3 separate regions of the Oryctolagus cuniculus genome follow, and all the other regions are linked to region 3. Evidence: chromatin contacts called from public Micro-C data. All regions are on one chromosome and are shown on one strand. Each heading gives the region's core, a stretch centred on a gene start, on an enhancer-like site or on the middle of the called end of the contact. The rest is flanking DNA. Distances are from core to core; before and after follow the strand shown.

Evidence for each region. A called contact is a pair of places that touch in the nucleus more often than the background predicts.
Region 1: a contact with region 3 is called in a Micro-C map of ear pinna, with 2.4 times the contacts expected there. The contact joins the enhancer-like site here to the promoter of RRBP1 in region 3. A contact is called at or near these places in 3 of 6 Hi-C or Micro-C datasets (ear pinna, psoas muscle and an unstated tissue).
Region 2: a contact with region 3 is called in a Micro-C map of ear pinna, with 4 times the contacts expected there. The contact joins the promoter of SNX5 here to the promoter of RRBP1 in region 3. A contact is called at or near these places in 2 of 6 Hi-C or Micro-C datasets (ear pinna and psoas muscle).

What each region holds. Positions count from the first base shown.
Region 1 is chr11:42,865,248-42,870,234 of mOryCun1.1, reverse strand. LOC108176628 (a long non-coding RNA gene) reads right to left here. Exons shown (of 2, transcript XR_001793303.3): 2 at 2,329-3,028. Among named protein-coding and RNA genes, the nearest start is that of MGME1, 68 kb to the left of the region's middle. Within about 2 kb of position 3,419, at least 3 of the 8 cell types and tissues checked have an H3K27ac peak or open chromatin away from gene starts, as enhancers often do. A contact at or near this core is called in ear pinna, where this site is marked.
Region 2 is chr11:42,933,845-42,938,424 of mOryCun1.1, reverse strand. SNX5 (sorting nexin 5) reads left to right here and starts at 2,017. Exons shown (of 13, transcript XM_070052123.1): 1 at 2,017-2,425. It overlaps MGME1 (mitochondrial genome maintenance exonuclease 1), which reads right to left and starts at 2,691. Exons shown (of 5, transcript XM_051845360.2): 1 at 2,557-2,691; 2 at 1,477-2,021. The coding sequence starts at 2,681.
Region 3 is chr11:42,689,347-42,694,252 of mOryCun1.1, reverse strand. RRBP1 (ribosome binding protein 1) reads left to right here and starts at 3,248. Exons shown (of 23, transcript XM_070052116.1): 1 at 3,248-3,632.

The DNA.
Region 1 (4,987 bases), core at 2,170-4,669, 180 kb before region 3:
GGATGCAGGACTTAGAGAGGCGGTCTCCAGCTCTTCTCATCCCTGCCCCTACCCCCACTGCCCACCCCCCACCAGCTGGCTACCAGGAGCCAAATCAATGTTTGAGAATTGAGTGGATCTATGGGTCATTCAGGGTCTGGTCCATTTCCTGGTCAGGGAAGCCATCTTTCATTCCTGCCACCTTGGCCAAAGGAACAGACAAGACTGTCTTTTCACACTCTACCTGAGACTGGAACATCTTGATGTCTTCCTGTTCGAAGTACAGACATCCCTTCATTCTTGAACAAGTTTGGGTCAGTTAAGTTTGAAACAGAGGCCAGCACTGTTTCATAGAAAGTTAAGCTTCTTCCTGCAGCCCTGGCATCCCATATAGGCGCTGGTTTGAGTCCCGGCTGCTCTGCTTCTGATCCAGCTGCCTGCTAACGTGCCTGAAAAAACAGCAGAGGATGGCCCAAGTCCTTGGGTCCCTGAATCCACATGGGAGACCTGGAAGAAGCTTCTGGCTCCTGGCTTCAGCCTGGCCCAGCCCCAGTTGTTGCAGCCATTTGGGGAGTGAATCAGCGGATGGAAGATCTCTCTCTCTCTCCTCTGGTCTGTATCCTGCCTTTCAATTAAATAAATAAACCTTTTTTTTTTTTAAGTTTGAAACAATAAACCCCTTTTCTATGCTGAGTTTTAAAAGTCAACAAGACAAGAAAATGCCCCATGGTAGAGTTCTGGAATTGTCAAAATCAATTAATTACTTATTTATACAAATTACTAACATCTGTTTCTTATCTCCTTGGTGACAAGCCTTGTGATGCTGGAGACTTCAGACTGGTGTTGGATGGGTTTTTCTGGCCCAGTTCCTCCTCCTGGCCCTTCATTCATGACGCTTTCCTGCAATTGTGGTTTCTCCCACCCTTGTGGATCCTGTGGAACCCCACAGATGGCAGACTCCAGTGTCTGATTGTGCTAGGTTGTAATTCCATGATCTACCAGTAGGTGCCTCCCTCTAACACGTGATGCTCCCATGACCATTTTTGTTTCACATGTGACAAATTAGAACCACGGAGAAGTCAATTTTGTGTATTTGAAGTTTTATTTCTCTCTTTAAGAGTTATTTATTGGGGCCAGTGCTGTGTCATAACAAGTAAAGCCCCTGCGTGCAGGTCCAGCATCCCATAAGGGTGTGGGTTCAAGTCCTGGCTACTTCACTTCTGATCTGGCTCTTTGCTATGGCCCCTGCACCAATGTGGGAGACCCAGAATAAATTCCTGGATCCTGGCTTTGGATGGGCCATATGGGGAGTGAACCAATGGATGGAAGACCCCCCTTCTCTCTCTCTCTGCCTCTCCGTAACTCTGCCTTTCAAATAAAATAAATAAATATTTTAAAGGAGAGAGTTATTTATTTATTTGAAAGGCAGAGTTACAGCGGAAGAGACATAGAGATTGATCTTCCATCAGCTTGTTCACTCTCCTAGATGGCTGCAACAGCTGGAACTGGGTCAGGCCAAAGCCAGGAGCCTCTTCCCTGTCTCCCCCATAGGCAGCAGGGTCCCAAACACTTGGACCATCTCCACTGCTTTTCCCAGGCCATTAGCAGGGAGCTGGATCAAAAGTGGAGCAGCCAGGATATGAACTGGTGCCCACATGGGATGCCAGCATCACAGGCAGCAGCTTTACCCTCTCTATGCTATACACAATGCTGGCTCCTGGAGTTTTATTTTTTTAAAAATTGACTTTGAATGGAAAGCTATGTTGAGAAGTGAAGTGTGTGTGAAATATTTTGGAATAGCTTTGTCTCACTGAGCTTTTTAAAATTTATTTGAAAGGCAGAGCACAGAGAGATAGAGATTAGATAGATAGATAGGTAGGTAGGTGGATAGATGGATTGATCTTTCATCTGCTGGTTCATACCCCAATTGCCTACAGCAGCGGAGGGCCTGCCAGGCCAAAGCCTGGAACCAGGAACTCCATGTGAGTCTCCATGCGGGTGACAGGGAACCTGCTTCCTCCAGGGTGTGCGTCCTGGATCAGAGGGAGAGGCAGCACTCCAACCCAAGCCCTGCAACACAGGATGCGGGCATCCCAGGCTGCCTGCTCTCCCCCGCCCCCCGCCCCCCGCATTGAACTTTTTTGCAATGTTAGAAATGTGGTACAATCTGCTCTGTTCAGATCTGGCTACGGTCCAGTAACAACAGCCGCAAGCCACACACAGCTGTCGAGGAACTGACATGCGGCTAGTGCAGCCGAAGAGCTGGTCTTTAAGTCCTACTTACTTTTTGAGTCATTTGAATCTCAACAGCAGCATATCTCTGGCGTTCACTGGCCCAGGGAGCCGAGCTTCAGAAGCATTTTTTTTTAATCATTTCAGCAAAGGAGAAGCAAGACAGGGCGCATTACAAGAGAGCAGCTGCTGGGAAGTCTCCTTGGTGATGTCAGGGTTGCTTCGTGTAGGACAGCGGAGCCTGAGAGATCTGTGAATCAGTTCTGGCCTCGCCGCTGAATTGCTGCTGGCACCCTGGGGAAATGAGCTCATCTCTGAGAGGCTCAGTTTCTGTGCCTGTAACTTGGGGACAGTGACACCCACCTCAAAATACGACCAGGGGTGGGGGGAGTGAGTGGAGTGGCAGGTAGAGCACTCAGGGCCGTGCCAGGGTTGACACGTATAGTAAGCGCTCAATAAACCAGCAGACCGTCCTCGCTGGTGAATTTATCATTCACCAAACTCTTGGCTCAGGGCCTGTACAGGGGCAAATCAGAGTGAGGACACAGTTCAAGGACCCAGTTCAAGTCTGGAGTCAGTGCTGGAATCCAGCCGTCGTGTCAACTTCATTAACCCGGAGGTCAAAAATCAAGGGGACCAAGAAAAAAAGATGCAAGACGAGAACAAAGAATTTTTTTTTTTTTCGCTTCAGCCAGATTCTCCAAATGTTAGCATTTCACCACGTTTGCCTGGTTGCTTTCTGTATCTGTCTTTGAATCACAGGAGAGGAAACTGCAGATATGATGTCCTTTACCCTCCGGAGCCTCGGTGTAGAATTCTGAAAAAGGAAAAGGCAGCGAGGTAAGCACAGTGCGGTCACCCAACCCCGGGAAGCTGACCTCTCTCCAGCGCAGTTAGCTCATCTGCAGATCTATTCAGATTGCCTTGTCGCCAGCGGCCCCAGGAATGTCCTAGGCAGCAGAGGGAGATCCCGGCTCGCCTGCGGCCTCTGCTTGCCCGTCTCTCTGCTCTCCCCCAAGCAGGTCCTCGGGCTTTCTGTGACTTCCGCGACATTGACATCTGCGCAGAGTGCAGGCAGTCGGCCGAACGTCCCTGCGCACGGGGCTGTCTGACGCTTCTTCATGATGCCGCTGTGTTCCTCCCCGTGCGTGCTGGCAGCAGGGATGGGAGGCCCATCGCTTGGTGCGAGAGCACAACTTCTGATGACACACATTCCCCGGGAGAAAGAGAACCGAGAAACATGGGGGTGGGGGTGGGCTGGGGACTGCCGCGGCTGGCAGGAGCAACTGCAGTTAGCGTCTGTTCTCAGGAAGCAGAGAAGCAAAAGGGTCGAAGGCAGAGGACTCGGAACAGAGAAGGAGGAACTGACCCCTGGAACGAGCTGAGGCCGTGAAAAAAACAAAACAAAACAAAACAAAACACCACAACCAAAAACGTGGGAGGCGAGCAAACGAGGTTTTAAACTCCTTACTTAAAAAGCGCTCTTGTTTTTCTGACAATAAAAAATAGAATGTGCCCACTGTGGAAAATACAAAAGGTATAAAGAAGAAAACAGCAACTCCCTAAGTGCTCTCGCCAGCTGCCCAGAACCATTGCTAGTGTTCCGGGCAGTTCCGGCCCCCAGAAAGTTTTTCTCGGGCTGCACTTGGAACACAAAACCAAGTGGGGAGAAGCCAGGTCTCTGCTGCTGGGGGGGTGGGGCAGGTTGTGTTGGCACAGGGTGGGAAGCAAGGGCTGCCTGTGCTTCCCCCTCTACTCGTGCGGGACAGGGCCTGTCAGCTAGCGGGGAGGGAGGGCACAGGTCCAGGGGGAGAGACAGCGTCCTTGGGTGCTCCAGAGAGCCCAGCACCATGGTCGCTGTCTGTGCAGAGAAGTCTGTAGCTGGCTGGATGTTTTGTTGGTTTTTAGAAAAATGTGGGTCAGGGTGTGGTGGCTGCAGACCCAGCTGTGTGCACTCCTGGCTCAGGCTGGCGAGGCCCACGAGGCAGGCTGGGGAAAGGCCCAGCCTAAGGGCTGAGAGCAGGAGGCAGGCCCTGGGAACAGGGGCATCCTTCATCCGTTGTATGGTGGCAGCCCCGCCCCCAGGCCTCGTGTCTGGGAGAGGAAGAAGGCCCTGTTCCTGGTCTCAGGGGGCAGTGTCTATGCAGCCACAAGGCTGCAGGCTGGGAGCATTCTCGGCCCTGCAGAGCTGCCCCACTGCAGGAGATGCGGGTGCGTCTTAGCAGGAGTCCCTGGGTCCGCACAGGGCTTCCTGGCCCCTTCCCTGGTCTCTGTGGCCCCTGAAGGCTGGGGTGGATGGGAGGCTGGGAGGCAGTGCTCTTTGAAGGGAGCTCTTCTCAGGTAGCCAAGAGGAGTGTTCCTGCCAACAGTAAAGGCTGACGTGATGACATTTATAGTATGTGTCTCGTGCTCTGTGCGTGTCACCCAAGACAGCCTGTGCAGCCGCCCTGGCCACGGGGAGGCTTCTCTCCTCCTTCTACTTCTCCTCCCAGCCCCCGCTTCATGCAACAGGCAGAGAGACAGATAGGCAGAGCTTGCTTGCATCCACTGGTTCATTCCCCAAATGCCTGCAGTAGCCAGGCCTGGGCTGGGGCCGAAGGCAGGAGCCTAGAATTCAATCCAAGTCTCCCACATGGATGGCAGGAACCCAATCCCTCAGGCTGTCACTGCTGCCTCTCAGAGTCTGCATTAGTAGCAGGAAGCCAAAGGCAGGAGCCAAAGGCAGGGGTTGAACCCGGGCACTGGGATGTGGGGCACAGGCGTCATAGCTGGTGTC
Region 2 (4,580 bases), core at 768-3,267, 250 kb before region 3:
GCTTCTATTTTAGAATTAAAAAAATCAGCATACCAAAAACATTATAACAAATAAACTCCTGCCCTTTCTACTATGGTCAACATTTATTATAAATTAGACTAAGTCAGACACTCTGCTTATCACCAAAACGGTGAACTGATGCTTGGGATATTGCTCAAGAGTTTGGAAGAATGCCAGCTCTGGGCACATCTCTGCGCTCTGGACTTCGGCAAGAGCAAGCAGGAAGGAATTTATCAATTCAGGCTTTTTCAGACTGCTCCTCTGGACACATTAATCAACTGAATTCTGATTTTACTTGTCTTCTCTTTCTTTTGACCACAATACTAACCTATACTATTTTCTAAAGAGTGATTCTGCTCATTTCTTTAAGGTTGATACTGAGATAAGGAAAACAGAGGAGTGCTAATTTTGATCAAAAAGCTGACTCTGGAATTCCTTGGGGTGGGGCTATTGGGGCTCATTCACATTCCAAACAGAAATTCCTCTCCTTTATGAAGAGGGCCACCAGCAAAACTTCCTTATTTTGTGTCAAGAGCTAAAGACTCAAACTATCAATTCTAAATTTTAGAGGTACATATAAAAATTCCAGATGTCACTGAACGATTTTTATGTTTCTTGTTTAGAATACAGAGAATTGTTTGCTTTGTGTGTCTGCCTCACACAGCTGAGGAATGCTTTAAGGGGCTAAGGTCACTTGTGTCATGTCCAGGACCACCTGTAAACTTAGCGTTTGTCTTTAGAACGTATGTGGCCACATGTTTAATGTGTTATACATTTACATACACAGTTGTTTTTAAGCTGTCAGAAAATAAGTACACTACTTGAAAAATAAAAGTGCTTGGGTACCACCGGGGCACATGTACTGCACAGGCGAAAGATTGATCAAAGTGAAACTTAATTTTGACAAAAAACACTGACACCATCCTTATAGGAGTAGCTATTTCATCCCTGCCAAATGGTTTTTGTTTTTAGTCAGACTCTCTTTTAAGGAAGCCATTTTTCTTACTTGTCTAACTTAGAGGTTGAAGGCTAACATCTATTTATTCTCAGTTCTTAATCAAGATCATTGGATTATCTCAGTTTACTAAGATCTAAATCTGGACCATGTGTTTTTACTGGATTCTTTACAGAAGCCTAGCAAATAACTAGAATTGTTATCAGGTGATCCACGTCTTTCCATAATCAAGGAAAACAAGCAATTCTAGTATTAAGTTTTACATCTCATAAAACAAATGAATTTTATGTATCACTGAGTCAAGTTACTTGACCTCACTGCTTCAGTTTCACCTGTAAAATGGAGACAATATTATCTATCAATATCTAACTCAGAACTTCAGGAGGATTGAGTTAATGATGTACACACAAAGCGCTATTTAGTGCTCATTATTTGAAAGCGATTCCTTACTAGCTGAACCCCGGTGCTCTGTATTCTAGAAAAGGCAGTGACCACGCAGGACCAGACTGTAAGCACATTACTTGAAGTATATTCTGCAAAGCCATCTTCTCCCAGTTCCAGAACCATCCGCTGTTTCCACCTCTCCAAATAGAAAACTTGTTGTGGTGTCATGGTGTGCTGAAGGATCCGGGTCACACTCGGAATCACTTTCTTTTGCAGGGGGATTTTCAGAGGAACCGAAGGGTCGCTTGCATCGGGTCTCACGTCCCTCTCCGGATTGAAGATCGGAAACCAGTTTCGCGGAACTTTTGCTTCCTTATCCTGCTTAGGGGGATGACGCTTACTGACAGGTCCGTAGAGCAAAGCGTCTTCCTCAAACAGAGATTCTGGGGTCTGGGCAGAGCCTCTGCATGACAACACAGAGCGTACTAAATCAGAGTATTTTCCTTGGTCCACTTCTTCGTAAGGGTTCATCTTTTTCTTCCGGCCAAAGCAGTAAGAGGAAGTGAAGAAATTCATCCGGGGAGCCGGTTCCCCAGGGAACCCCTTGGAAGGCCTGAGCTGCCTGCAAACGGCCTGAAAAGCCTTCATCTCTGATTTCCAGTCTTGTGTCCTTTTTGTCTTCCTATTAAAGAGAGAAGCAGTGTTAGGTACCAGACACGTCGAGTATCCGAATCACCCGGGCGGAAGCTGCATCAGAACGACATCGATCGCGCATCGAGAGCGCGGTCAATGAACTTTCCCCGCACGTTCGGACAAGGCGGTAACCCACGAAAGGGTCATCACTACCACAAGGGCCAGCGAGACGACCCCAGTCCCTTCATCTGAAAGAGGACGCCCGGAAAGGGGAGGCAGGGGCGACTCAACGAGGGAGCCCGCCCCGCCGCGGCCTCGGGTCCCAGGTTAACAGTCCCCTGCCTCCTAAACACTGGGCTCTTCGCTAAATACTCCGTGTACGTGACTCTGAGGACTTTGACAACCTCGTTTGACAGACGTGGGATTCCAGCTGCCGGAGCAGGGTTGGAGCAGGCAAGTGGCGGGCGTCCCCAAAAAGCTACTTCCTGATGGCGCCGGCAGGATGGCGGGGGCCCCTCGGGCAGGAGTCTGAGTTAGGGAAGAGCTCTAAATGGAAAACCAGCCTAAAGCATGGGGGTCGGTACCTCAAAAGCCACCACGCTTCGCTTAAGTCCCGGAGCCCCAATAACCTCTCGGGACCCGTACTTTCATCGGTCCCGCGCTTTGGTCTGGAATTAAGCCCCGCCCCCAGACAAGACAGCCCCAGCATGCACTGCGCTACTCACGCCCCACCTCCTCGCCTCTCGTTCACCTCCAAAGTCGCGCGCTTTGTGGGAGGCACCGCCTCTGCCCCTCCCCTTAGGCGGAAGCGCGGGCGCTTCCAAATCGCGCCCGTTCGCGCTCTCACGAGATCTTGAGTACGTCACCGCTCGTCGCCATCTTGGACTCGGGCTGAGTAATAAATTCGCCCGCAGCAGAGCGCGCTCTTTCTCGAGACGTGCCTCGCTCAGAGAGTGCCCGTGGCTCCGCGTTCTCGTCGCGGTCCTGCGGTCAGCGGCCTCCGCGTGGTGCGGAGCGAGGGTAGGCCCCGCGTTGCTTCTTTGCCCGGCTTCAAGATGGACGGCAGCGGGGACGGGGGAGGCCGCTCTGGGGGAGCACGTGGCGCGCCTCCCGCCCGCTCCCGGGGCTGCTGGGATGGTGGCGGAGTGTGGCGGCCTCCCGCTGCCGTCGTGCCGGGAGGCCAGCGGAGGCGGGGCCGCGGCCGCCCCTGAGAGGCGCCCCGGCGGCGGCAGCCCAGCCTCTTCTTTCCTCGCACAGCCAGGCGGCACCTGCTCGAGGCCCGCGTCGTCATGGCCGCGGTTCCCGAGTTGCTGCAGCAGCAGGAGGAGGACCGCAGTAAGGTGAGGGCTAACCCGCCGACTTCCAGGGGCCCCCCACGTTCCTCCCTCGACCCTCCCCGGGGGGCCCTGCCCGACGCGGGAGGCACCCGTGAGCTTGGGGCAGACCCCGTGGACCCCAGGGAGAGCAGAGACGCGCGGCCTTGCTCAGAGGCCAGTTCCCGTGTTAATCCCTGCAGGCTCCAGTTTTTTCTTTTCTTTTCTTTTTTTTTTTTTAACGCAAAGATTACCAAACTTCCCTTGATAACGTGGTGGCTGGAAAGGGGATGTGAGATCCACTTGACATTGCAAAAACGACCCGTTGGGCCTGTTGTCTCCGAATTGGCGCCATCTCTCCCTTTTTGGAGAAAACGATCTCTTGGCTCAGACCACTGGGCGAATTCCCATCAAATCAAGTATACGAACCACGCTTCCTTCAACTCGATAAACACCAAACACCAAACGCATTGTCGTGGGGATTGTGTGGGCTTTAGTAGGTGCTCAAATACTCACTGAAGTCGGTCTTAGGTTTTGAAGTCTGATGTGTCTGGATAAATCGCCCGCAGGCCGCGTGCTGAGGGTTGAGCGGTTACTAGCGTAATTAAATGAGGTTAGCGTAGCCAGTTGACGGTCCAGAGGCTTGCCCTGCGCTCCTGTTGGCTCGTGCGATGCTTACGGTTTGTGAGTCAGGACTTTGCGTGCACAGTCGTCAGCATCATAGATTTTGGTGATAGAAGGAATAACAGACCCTCAGGGAGCGGTCTTAAAACTCGCATTTCTGGAGCAGTCAAAGGCACCTTCCAATGGTGACACCTTCCTGTGCGTGCACAGCACAGTTGGGCCCAGAGCGCTGGACTGTAGGAACAGGAGTACCCTGTGTCCCTTAACAAAGTAGAGCGTTGTGCTTGGGAGCATCTTGGTTCTCTTTTGAAAGTTGAAAGAAGTTTTTTTTTTTTTTTTCTAAAACTGGAAGTCAGAACTTTGAGACTTTTATTTTTCCCCAGAACACTTTCCCTAAAGTGTTGGGACTGGATATGAATTTTTAGAGCCATTTGTGTTTTACTCTTTCTGGAACTTAATTCCTTCTGGCTGTCCTGAGCCAGGAGCAGTTAAGGAAAAGGACTTGATTGCCTAAGCTCCATCTCCTTACTTGTTGCAGCTTTGGTATAAAAAGACCTCCTCCCCCAGTCTGATTCAGCAAAATTTGCAGGCTGCCAGGGACTTTAACTGTCTCCTGGTTTTAGTGGCTCAGAAACTTCTGATTTTTTTTGAATTACAGAAATGAGATAAAA
Region 3 (4,906 bases), core at 1,999-4,498:
TACCTGGGAAAGCAGCAGAAGCTGGTCCAAGTGCTTAGGCCCCTGTACCCACATGGGAGACCTGGATGAAGCTCCTGGCTTTTGGCTTCAGCCTGGCCCAGTCCTAGCTGTTGTAGCCATTTGGGGATTGAACCAGCAGACGGAAGATCTTTCTCTCTCTGTTTCTGTCTGTCCATCTCTCTCTCTCTGTAATTCTGTCCTTCAAACAAATAAATAAATCTTAAAAAATAAACTCTCAGGCTATTAATGTAATAGCCTCTCAATACATATTCATATTATAGAGTGATCTTTCTAAAACAAATAAAAGAGTGTACAATTTGTTGAGTTTTACCACAGCCACTGAATGATTACTGTAATCAAGATATGGGGATGGGGAGGGGGGCTGGCATTGTGGTGCAGCAGGTTAAGCCACCTCTCCCAATGTTAGCATCCCATAGTGGTCTGAGTGTTGGCTTTTCTGCATCTGGTCCAGTTTCCTGATAATGCACCTGGGAAGGCAGCAGATGATGGCCCAATATTAGGCCCCTGCCACTCATGTGGGAGACCTAAATGAAGGTCAGGGCACTTGGCTTTGGCCTGGCCTATCCCTGGCTGTTGCAGGCATCTAGCAAGTGAATCAGCAGATGGAAGATTATCTTTGCGTGTATACCTTTCAAATAAATAAATAAATCTTTAAAACAAATATATGGGGGAACATATTATATGGGGAAACATATAACATTGAATCTATCAGTTAATTTGCCCATGCCCCATGTCAGAGTGCCTGAGTTCGATTCCAGTCCCCAACTCCTGGCTCCAGCTTCCTGCTAATGAGGTCCCGGGAGGCAGCGGCAATGGCTCAGGTAGCTGGGTTCCTGCCACTCTTGTGGGAAAACCAGACTGCATTCAGGCTTGTCTAGCCCTTGCCAATGCAGACATTTGGAGAAGTGGATCAGCAGATGGGAATTCTTAATTTTTAAATAAAAATGTAAAAAAAAAAGGGCATTTGTACTAAACATGTGCAGACTTTTTCCCCTTGTCATTATTCCCTAAACAATTGTAGGATAATGACAGTTTGCAAAGCTTTCACATTGTATGAGGTATTAGGTACATAGAAAGATGTGGCCGGTGCCGCAGCTCAATAGGCTAATCCTCCACCTAGCGGCACCGGCACACCGGGTTCTAGTCCCGGTCGGGGCGCCGGATTCTGTCCCAGTTGCCCCTCTTCCAGGCCAGCTGTAGCCCGGGAAGGCAGTGGAGGATGGCCCAAGTGCTTGGGCCCTGCACCCCATGGGAGACCAGGAGAAGCACCTGGCTCCTGGCTTTGGATCAGCGCGGTGCGCGGCCGCGCCGGCCATGGCGGCCATTGGAGGGTGAACCAATGGAAGGAAGACCTTTCTCTCTGTCTCTCTCACTGTCCACTCTGCCTGTCAAAAAAAAAAAAAAAAAAAAAAAAAAAGATGTGAGTAGGTTATGTGTAAATACAAGGCCATTTCATAGAAGGGATCTGAGCAAATGTGGACTTTGGCATCCACAGGAGGGAGGGGCTAGGCCCCAGCCCTCCATGGATACTGAAGGGCAAATGTATTGGTATCAAATCCTCCTGCCAGGATCTGGTCCTTGGTACACTGAAACACGGACGGGCCCTGAGCAGACAGCTCCTTTCTGGATCTATGAATCACCCTATGCTGCCTACCCAGCTCGGTGGTGTATCTCAGGTACTCAACAAACACCAGGAACAAAGGAATGAATGTCAGAGCAGGGAGGGACTGTCCTGGAGGTGTACACCATGTCCAGAGAAGTTAAATGGCTCGTCCAAGGGGAAGGAGGACTAGCTGGTCGCAAGCGTCAGCCAGAAGCTAAGGTTCTTGACTTTTACGTCAAGCTGGGAGTCACTGCTGAAAAATGACTGGTGCCGAACGCTAATCCAGGTTAATTCCTGCTGATCAATCATTAAAGTGCTAAGGAACTGCTGAGATTAAAACTCCTAATGAATGGCTTAATTTCAACCCAAGTCCTCTTTATTCCCTCATGAAGTCTTGTATTTCCCGATTTTCCTAACAATCAGTACAGTCCCAATGACAAATGGGGGGAGGGGTGACAATGTCCAAGAAATAGATGTTAAGAATGGGATTCAGCAGCCACAGGGACCGGCTCAGGCAGCCCGCAGCCCTTTTTGGCCTCTTGGAAACCTAAATTCATAGAACCTGGCTTTGGCTCACGTTTAAAGGGTTCGTTTTAAGAGACATTATATGGTGAAAAACCAAGCCCCATACACTCATGCACGTGCGCGCGCACACACACACACACACACACACACACACACACACAATTTGAAAGGAAGACATCTTCCACGCACAGGTTCACTCCCCAAATGCTGGCAACAGCCAGGGAGCCCAGAACTCAATCCAGGTCTCCCACGTGGACAGCAGGGACCCAGAGCCTGGGGCCATGATCACCTGCTGCATCTCAGTGTGCACAGGAGCTGGATTTCGCCCAGGCGGCCATCCAGGGACTCCGAAGTGGGCTGTGGGTATCCCAGGTTCCGTCTCAACTTTCAGGCTTAGGCGCATTGGTTAGTAAGAGCAGAAAGGCCTGTCATGAGGAAGCAGCGAGGAAGCGCAGGGTTCCGGGGTACGGCCGAGCCCCCTTAGGCCACAGCCCGTCACTTCCCCGGTCACACGGGGCAGGGAGGGCGTCGTGAGGCGGACAGCGGCCCCAGACCCACTGTGCCTCAGCCAGACCCTCCCTGACACTGCAATGCCGTCCACCTCCATTCCTCCGGCACCCTCTGGCCCTTCTACCCCGCGTCCTCCATTTGCTCAAGGAAAGTCCTTCCGGTGCCAACAGCAATCTCTCCGAAGGTAACGACTTACCCTCTTGGGCAGAACCCGTCCTCCTTAGCCGGGGGACCCTAGAGGGCGCAGGCTGCTTCAGGGGCAATCAGCTGGCTCGCCAGAAAAACATTTTCACTGGCCGCTCGCGGATCTCGCCGCCTCAGCCCCGCGGCGTCCCGGGCTGCCGGGATTCGAACATTCCGTAGCCCGCCCAGTCAGAGCCGACCCGCTCGTCAGCGACCTCAGGAGGGCCGCGGGGCCTGGAGTGGGCAGGCCCGGCCGCTGACCTCCTCAATGTGGGCGGAGCGTGCCGGCCCCGCCCCGCCCCCGCGCACAGCCGAGCGCTGCGCCGCGCGGCCCCGCCCCTCACCGGCCCCGCCCCCTCGTGGCTCCCCGCAGCTCCTCCCCTCTTCCATTGGCCGAGGCGGAGACCCTCCCCTTTGTCCAATGGCCGCCGCCGCGGCTCGGCCGCCCGCGTCCTGACTGGCCGGAGACCGGCAGAGTGGCGGGGAGCGGGCCAATGGGGAGCGGCGGCTCGATGAATGGCTGGCCCGGGTGGGGAAGGCAGGAGGCGGCGATCCCGGCGGAGGGGGCCGTTCGCCAGCTCCGAGGCAGAAAGTGCCACGACTCCACACGCGCGCACGCAACCAGCGAGCGGCCGGAGCGGACGGCGGACGGGGCGGACGGCGTCGGGGTCGCGGCGCCTGCAGCTGTTCGAGGGCGGCTTCCCGGCGGAGGCTCAGTCGGCTCCTCTCTCCCGAGTCTGTGGCGGCGGCGGCTCCTGCGCTCTCCTCCCTCCCGCGTCTCCGGCTGCAGGTAAGAAACTTGGCCGGGCCCTGCAGCGGCGGCTGCCGCGGCGGCGCGCGGGCCGGGCCGGGCCGTCGGGGCGCCGGGGCCGGCCGCGCAGCGCCGCGAGTGACACGTCTCCTTGGCGGCCCCTCCCCCGGCGGCGCCGGCCGGCCCGCCTGCCCGCCCGCCGTGGCCGCGGCCGCGGCCGCCGACCCTCAGGGTCGGACTCAGTGGGGAGGGCGTGTGGCGGGGCCGAAGCTCGTGCAGGGGCGGCGGCCGAGCGCGCCGGGCCGGGCGGACTCCCCCCTCAGCCCTGGCCGTCGGGGGCCCCGGCCGCGGCGGTGCGACGTGGCGACCCCTCCCTCTCAGGCCGGACCGTCGGGCCAGCCCGCGCGCTCCCAAGTTGGACGAAGAAAGTTGGCGGCGGGGCGGGGCGGCGCACAGCTGGCGGAGGAAGGGGTTAAGTTTCGGGAAGCGGCGGGATGACGTTGCCGGGCTGGAGTCCGGGCCGGAGGGGTGGGGGGGGGGCGGGCGGAAGGCGGCGGAGGCCGGCCGAGGGGTAGGGGGTGGGGGGTGAGGAGGGCGGGATTGAATGAGGGGCCCGCGGGCCGAGCTCGCCCGCTTGCGGCCCGCAGCCGGGGGGTCGCTCCGGGGGCTCGGGCAGGCCCCCGACGGGGCGGACCGGAGCCACGGCGCTCGCCTTGCGGGCCCCCGGGGGCTGTCCGGGGCGCGGACGCCCAGGACAACTTCCCGGAGTGCTGGAGGCGGCTCCCTGCTCCCCCTGGCGGCGGGGCCGAGAGCACCGTTCCCCACTCCAGCGGGGCCGCGCGGAGCTTGGCGCGAGGGCGCCCGGCAGGGGCTGGGGGGGTGGGGGGACGGGGGCAACCCAGGCCCTGCCCGATGAATGGGCCGGCGGTGCCAGGCCCGGGCGGATGCGGGCACCTCCGGCCCGGCCGGCCAAGCGCTCTGGCAGCCGGCCTGACGTCCGCGCCGACGCGCCGGGCTCTCCAGCCGAGCCCTGGGCAGGGGAGGGGGGCTGCGGCCGCTGCTTGCCGTGGGGGCGCTAGGGATGCTTTAGGGCGCCCTTCGCGGATTATCTGCGGGACGTTGCAGCTCCGTGTGGTGCCCTGGGTCTCCACTTCCCCGTTACTGCAAGACACAACTCCTGAAAACTCTTGTGCTGGAGGGAGCAGCTTGGAGAGCCGGCGCAGCAATAAGTGAGGGCCACAGGAGTCCCTGCGCTGGCCAGGTCACACCCTAACCCCTTCGAGCCTTATCTGTAGCCTGGAGATAGGACCACC